Linked DNA regions of Macaca mulatta: region 1 is linked to region 2. Evidence: chromatin contacts called from public Hi-C data. All regions are on one chromosome and are shown on one strand. Each heading gives the region's core, a stretch centred on a gene start, on an enhancer-like site or on the middle of the called end of the contact. The rest is flanking DNA. Distances are from core to core; before and after follow the strand shown. Region 1 holds the start of HABP4 (hyaluronan binding protein 4). Region 2 holds the start of PRXL2C (peroxiredoxin like 2C).

Region 1 (3,488 bases), core at 706-3,205, 210 kb after region 2:
GTAGCTGGTACTACAGGTGCCTGCCACCGCGCCCGGCTAACTTTTTGTATTTTTAGTAGAGACGGGGTTTCACCGTGTTAGCCAGGATAGTCTCGATCTCCTGACCTCGCGGTCCGCCCATCTTGGCCTCCCAAAGTGCTGGGATTACAGGCGTGAGCCACCGCGCCCAGCATTTTCATTTGTGAAAAAATAAAGGGTGAAGAAAAGCTTAGCCTTCCTCAATTCTTTTATTATATTCATGTAAATAAATTTAAGAGAAAAACATAAAAAACAGGATATAAAATGCACAATGTATCTCCAGTCTGTTTAGATAATCTGCTCAGAAATTTACTGGCCTATCAAAGGCTCGTGAGATAGTCAATAACTTTTTTTTTTTTTTAAATCATTTTCAACATCTTTATTGTAGTGACTTGATTCTCACAAGTGATGACTCTGGATTTAACTTTTCACAAACAAAGGTAAACATTACCCAGCTGCGCATCAAAGCCCCAATACTGAAACCTGAGACGTTTCCTCAGGGCTGCGATGCACAATTTTTATCAAGCAAGGAACAAACCAGCAAGCCACGCTGCACACTCCGCCAAGCGTTGGCAGGAATGGTCAATCTACACATCTCACTCCTAACGCTCTGCAAACCTTGGGACCGCTGCCTCATTTCAAGAAAACAGAGGAAGCACAGGTGGAGCGTTGCTGGCTCCGCCACTGACGCAGTTCAGGTGAGAGCACGAACTCCCTCCCCGTCCGCAGGCAGCAGGACACCACGCTGCGCACTGGCTTTTCTTGCTAAACAGGGAGTGGGGAACTCCGGATATTCTGGCTGGAAAGGTTAAAAACGCTTTTCTTAAAGCAGCCTGGAGCTATTTATAAGTTGCACATCCCATCAGCACCACAAGAAGTACTGAAATACGATGCCCGCTGCCTGCTGGAAGCTACCGGACGGGGAAGGGGCGAAGGCGCCAGGCCGGACAGCGCCGAGGACCCGCGCCCGGGCCCCGACGTCACAGGCCGCCCCGCGGTCGCCCAGGCCGCCCGCATCACAGAGGCCTCCGGGACCGGGACCGGGCGCCCTCCTCCTCCCCACCGCGCTCTCGGGTGGCTCCGACCTCACTCCCGCAGAGGCGGGGCTGGAGGCTGGAGAAGGTCCCCGCCAGGTCTGGATGCGGGAGTCCCGGAGTAGCGACCTCAGCGTTCGCCCCCACACGCCACCCCGGCAACCTCCCTCAACTTCGTCCAACTTGCCGTAGCGGCTCCGAGCCAGGGTTCGGGGGCCCCCAAGCCAGCGTTTCCCCCGGGGCCCCGCACGCGGCCGGCGAGGGTTGGAAGGGGTGTGACCCCCGCCCCGCTCCTCCTACCTTCGGCGGCCACCGGGACCCTCAACTCTCCCGGCTCCTCCCGGGTCCCCCCTCCTGGAGCCGGCCCCCGGGACCCCAGTCTCTCCGCAGGGCGAGCCGTGGCCCGCTACCCCCGCCGTCCCCGCGTACCCGGCGCCTGCAGGCCGCCCCCGGGGCTGTCGGGCCGCTGAGCGACGGGCGCCGGGAGGCTCTTGCGCTCCTTCTGCGACTCCCTCCGGCCGCCCGCGCCGGCTCTGGGGCCCGAGGCCCCGGCCGGGCTCCTGCCGCCGCGGGGACCGGCCCGGGCCGCCGCCGCCGCCGCCTCGTCGCGCCTCTTGCGCTGCAGCTGCTGCTGGCGCCGGCGCTCGGCCTCGCGCAGGATGTCGAACGGGTCCGACTCGTCGTCCAGCAGCTGATGGAAGCGGTTGGCCACCACGCAGCCGAAACTCTCCTGCATCGCGGCGCCGGCGGCGGCCACGGGGCTCCCCAGGGCGCCCTTCATGCCGCCGCGACCACTGCGGGCCCGGGAGGGCAGCCCACGCGAGCGCGTCTCAGCGAAGCCGGCGGCGAGGACCCATGCCGCCCGCTCCGCCGCCGCCGCCGCCCTCCGGGCCCTACCCGGTCCGGCCCCTCCCGCCGCCCGCCCCCGCGGCGCCGCCGCCGCCGTCCGCCCCACCGCGCCAGGCAGCCAATCAGCGCGCGCGGGCACGCCCCCTTCCCGAGACGGCGCGCCTGGAGACCCAATCACCGACCGGCTGCTGTCACGTCACGCGACCTCTGAGCCCCGCCCCCTCCGCTCAGCAGGGAGGGGCGGGGCCCAGGGGCGGAGCTACTGGCTGGTCCAGGCGGCGCGGAGTGGCGGTGGTGTCTCGGCGGTGTGTGCCTTCTCCCGTGACTGCGTCTGTATTTGCTCTCGGCCACTCTGCTTTGAAGCTTATGTATACATTTAGCCGTGCAACAGCTGCATATTGCGCACTTACCGTGTGCCAGGCGTGATGTTGTAGGAAATACTAGCTCCGTGTTGTCACAGATCTGAGTCTGTGGATGGAGAAAAAGTGCCCTGAAGGACAGGCGCAGAGCTCTCCACGGGCTGCAGCAAAGGGACCTGACCTAATTGGGAAGTGACAGTTAAGCCGAGGGAGGGGGGTGACAAGGGGTCGGAGGAGGAACAGCAAGTGCAGCAGTCTTGAGGTGGGATGTGCACAGTCTGTTCAAGCTCAAAGTGGTCTCTAAGAGCCGTGGGAAGCAAGTTTTGAGCATGAGCGGATTTGGGTTTGAAAAGGCCACCCTACCTGCACTGTGAACTAATAGTTTGGAGGGAAATACAAATGCATGCTGGGAAGCCAAACGTGACTGTTGCGAAGCTCGAGGGAAGAGCTGATAATGACTGGGATTAGGATGGTGGCGGTGGCGGTGAAGAGAGTAGATGGGTTCAAAGACTTGGTGATGTGCTAGATGTGGTGATGAAGAAGAAGATATGGTGACTCTTATTTTCCTGGCTCCAGCATCTGAATGGTAGTATTAGTCACCACTGGAAGACACTACTTTAACGAGAATCATGAATTCAGTTTTGGACACGTTGAGGTTTGGATATTTGTTTTCTTTTGAGATGTTCAGTTGAGGCCTGGAGCTTAGAGAACGCTGGACTGGACTTCCTCCAGGAAATCTTGCATAGGCACCAGTGGAGCTACGCTTGGCTGCCTATCCTACAGCCATTCTTTCCCTCTTACATTTTTCCAGAGCCTGTATTATGTTCCGGCATCATATTCCCCAGGGGAAGCAGGCCCCTTCCAGCCTCCAACTTGATTATAATTCACTGCACCTGATTCCAATTCCTTGCCAATAATTGGCTTAGGAATAGGCTGTGGGGCAAATCAGCCAGAACAGATCTGAGGAGAAGTATTCTGGGGAAGTTTTTCTTGCACCTAAGAAGGGATTGAGAAGGGATCTGCCCCACTTCCGTTCCCTGGTCCTTGTTCCATAAGAAGATATGATGCCTGAGGTTGGCTGTTCCTTAGTGTGGCCATGAGGATGGCAGAGCAGGATGGAGAAAGCCTAGATCCTTGATGATGTTAAGCTGCCAACTGGACCCACTTGGGAACCTCCCCGCTTGAGGCTTATGATGTAAGATAACAGATTGATTGCGCTTAGTTGTGT
Region 2 (3,152 bases), core at 441-2,940:
TGTTTTGATGATATCTGAGTTCATCACTCTGCAAAAACTAAGTCATGTGGCTCTTTGGATTTGAAAATGAAATTGTCTAACCTGTCATTTATTTCACATGAAATATGACACCAAAAGCAGTATGTGAAAGAAAACTTCATTCGTTGATATCAGTTATTAACTAGATCTGCCAAAATACCACCATTCTTACCTGTATATCAATTTCTGCTTATCAAAACACTGCTTACAATAAATTTGGTGACATCTGGCAAACTGCCTGTTGCGAGTGCTATTCATCAGCCTGCACTCTGGTCATGCATTTATTTCCAAAAACTCATAAAGCTCCTCACCAGGCCCAGTGGCTCACGCCTGTAACCCCAGGACTTTGGGAGGCCAAAGCAAGAAGATTGCTTGAGCCCAGGAGTTCAAAACCAGCCTGGGCAACATAGAGAGACCCTTGGCTCTACAAAATCAAATCTAAAAAAAATTGGCCAGGCATGGGGGTACATGCCTGTGATCACAGCTACTTGGGAGGCTGAGGCAGGAGGACTGCTTGAGCCCAGGAGGTGGAGGCTGCAGTGAGCCATGATTGTGCCAATGCACTCCAGCCTGGGCAACAGAGCGACACCCTGTCTCAGAAAGAAACTATCTTGACTTAGAAACATACCCATGCTTAAAATTTTCTAAACACACTGCAGAGCTTCTCAAACAGAGCACTTAATGTGTGCTCAATAAAGTATACAATCTTCACACAGGTGAAAGCCAGAGGATGCAGCATCAGCCCTTCCTGCGCTTTGTGGCAGAGTCACATCAGTCACATAGACCTGCCTAGTGCTCCGCCCCGGAAATATTCTTCAACTCAACAAAGACCATAGATAAAGGATGTACTTTCTGAACTCCAAATCCGTACACAAGGGTGAGTAAACTTATGAAGACAAAAGAGCCTGAATGTTACCTGGTCCTGCTCTGGAAATCTCGGACACACGGTTAGCACCCATGAGAAACCCGAGAAAGACAAACCTCTAAATCCAGGGCCAGTTTGGTCTCACAAAGGCTGAGATCCCCAGATTTCCCTATGCCTGCCTACCCACCCCAGGAGAAACTGAATTGGCAGTGTGTGATTTCTACAAAACAGCTGCTAAGCCATCTAACTTCATCATCCTCATCCCTCCCAGCTCACCTTATTTTTATTTTTATTATTTATTTTTTTAAAAAACGAAGATGGTGTTGCCCTCTGTTACCTACCCAGACTGGTCTTGAACTCCTGCCCTCAAATTATCTTCCCGCCTCGGCCTCCCAAGTCGCTAGGATTACAGGTCCGGCCTGTGTGTCTACAAAAGGTGGGCCCAGCCCTAGCCCACCTTTTCACACATACCCATTAGTTCTCGAATAGGTGAGAACCTCCGCTCAGGTGGCTACGGAGGGCGCGGGCGGCTTTCTTCCTTAATAACGTTTGCTCGCCCTGGACGGACCTTACGTTCTCTCTCTGTCCCCTACCCTGACAGCAGAGTCAGAACCGCCCGCGGGGTTCACTCCGGCAGCTCCCAGGCCCGCGCAGCGCGGCGGAAACCGTGGCTTGCCAGGTCCCGCCCCCAGCCCCCCGCCCCCCGCCCCTCGCGCCCCGCCCCTCGCGCCCCGCCCCTGCGCGCCCCGCCTCTGCACGCCCCTCCCCCCGTGCCCCGCCTCTGCGCGCCCCGCCCCGCCCCGCGCTGGCAGAGCGGACCCAGGCCCTTGGCCGCCCCGCGTCATGGCCGCGCCCGCCCCGGTCACGCGGCAGGTTAGCGGCGGCACCGCCCCGGTCCCGGCCCCGAGCGGCCCCGACCGTGGGCAGCCCCTGGCGGCCGCCGTGGCCGAGCTGCCGGTGCTGGACGCCCGCGGGCAGCGGGTACCTTTCGGCGCGCTGTTCCGGGAGCGCCGCGCCGTGGTGGTGTTCGTGCGGGTGAGCGGGTGGCGCGGCTGGGAGGGAGGCGCGGCCCGGGATCCCGGGCAGGCTGCGGGATGCGAGCTGCTCCTCCTGCTTCTTAGGACGGAAACGGGAAGGCAGCCTCCCCAGTCGCGGCCGCTTCCCAACTAGGGCGGGGCACGACGAGGGCGAGGCCCGCTTCCCACGCGCCGGGCGTCCGGGCAGCCTGTCCCGGCCCCGCGGGCGCCGCCTTTAGTCGCGTCACGCACAGCGAAGTACCGGGCTCTTTCGGGGCGCGCGGGTGCTGCGTTCCTAACTTGCCCTTTCTGCCCAATTGGCTTTCAGCATTTCCTGTGTTACATCTGCAAGGAATACGTAGAGGATCTGGCCAAAATCCCCAAGAGTTTCTTACAAGTGAGTTTCTGAGCGTGGGCGGCCCAGTGCAGGCTTCTGCAGACCTTGCGAGCGGGGCGGGGGAGGACGCGGCTCCAGCACGCACTTGCAACCCGTATTGCCCCTCCCCGCACCTCTCTCCACCCTCGCCCCTCCAAAGGAAGAGAGACGTCAGAGATCTATTTCTGTCGTAACTCACTGGGTGCTGCCTGGTGGTGAACGTACTAACAATTGTGGTGTTGCCTGGTAACCTAGCGCCCGTTCTCAAATGTTGACTGATAATGCCCTAAAACAAATGCTGGAAATGGTTGATATTTTCTTCCCTTTAATTTTGTTGCACTCCAAATAGCTGCTCATTATGGGAAAATACTAATATATCGTAAAGGTGCAAATGTTTATGTTAATAGGCTGCAAGTTCCATGTTCCCTAGCATAGCCACATACTTGTTTTTCTTCAGGCACAGATAAGTTCGTGCCCAAGTGAGCTTTTTGAGGGAAGGCATTGGGCAGCCTTTGTAAAACAGATGTTTTTTCAGCAGGCCTTATCAATTAGGATGTGAAAAAACTGATTAAATAACTGTGCCTAGTTTTAAAAGTATGTTTTTGGGGAGAATATAGAGAATTATTGACTATATCATTTCGAAAACAATGTTTTGACTGTTCGTCTGCGTATCCTTTTATTCTCTTTTTAAAAATTGACATATATAATTGTATATGTTTATGGGATGCAGTGTAATATTTTGATAGGCATTTACTTTTGTGGAATGATTAAATTGAGATAATATACCCATCATGTCAGATAGTGATTTTAGTTATTTTTTTTGTGATGACAACGTGTAAAAACTAGTCTTTAAGCAATTTTGAAGTATACATTATTA

The links. A called contact is a pair of places that touch in the nucleus more often than the background predicts.
Region 1: a contact with region 2 is called in a Hi-C map of liver, with 3 times the contacts expected there. The contact joins the promoter of HABP4 here to the promoter of PRXL2C in region 2. A contact is called at or near these places in 2 of 14 Hi-C or Micro-C datasets (blood and liver).

Annotation. Positions count from the first base shown.
Region 1 is chr15:127,030,592-127,034,079 of T2T-MMU8v2.0, forward strand. It overlaps HABP4 (hyaluronan binding protein 4), which reads right to left and starts at 1,956. Exons shown (of 8, transcript XM_015118113.3): 1 at 1,482-1,956. The coding sequence starts at 1,833.
Region 2 is chr15:126,819,288-126,822,439 of T2T-MMU8v2.0, forward strand. PRXL2C (peroxiredoxin like 2C) reads left to right here and starts at 1,691. Exons shown (of 5, transcript XM_077966496.1): 1 at 1,691-1,918. The coding sequence starts at 1,727. LOC106993846 (a long non-coding RNA gene) reads right to left here and starts at 1,494. Exons shown (of 2, transcript XR_013404987.1): 1 at 1,355-1,494.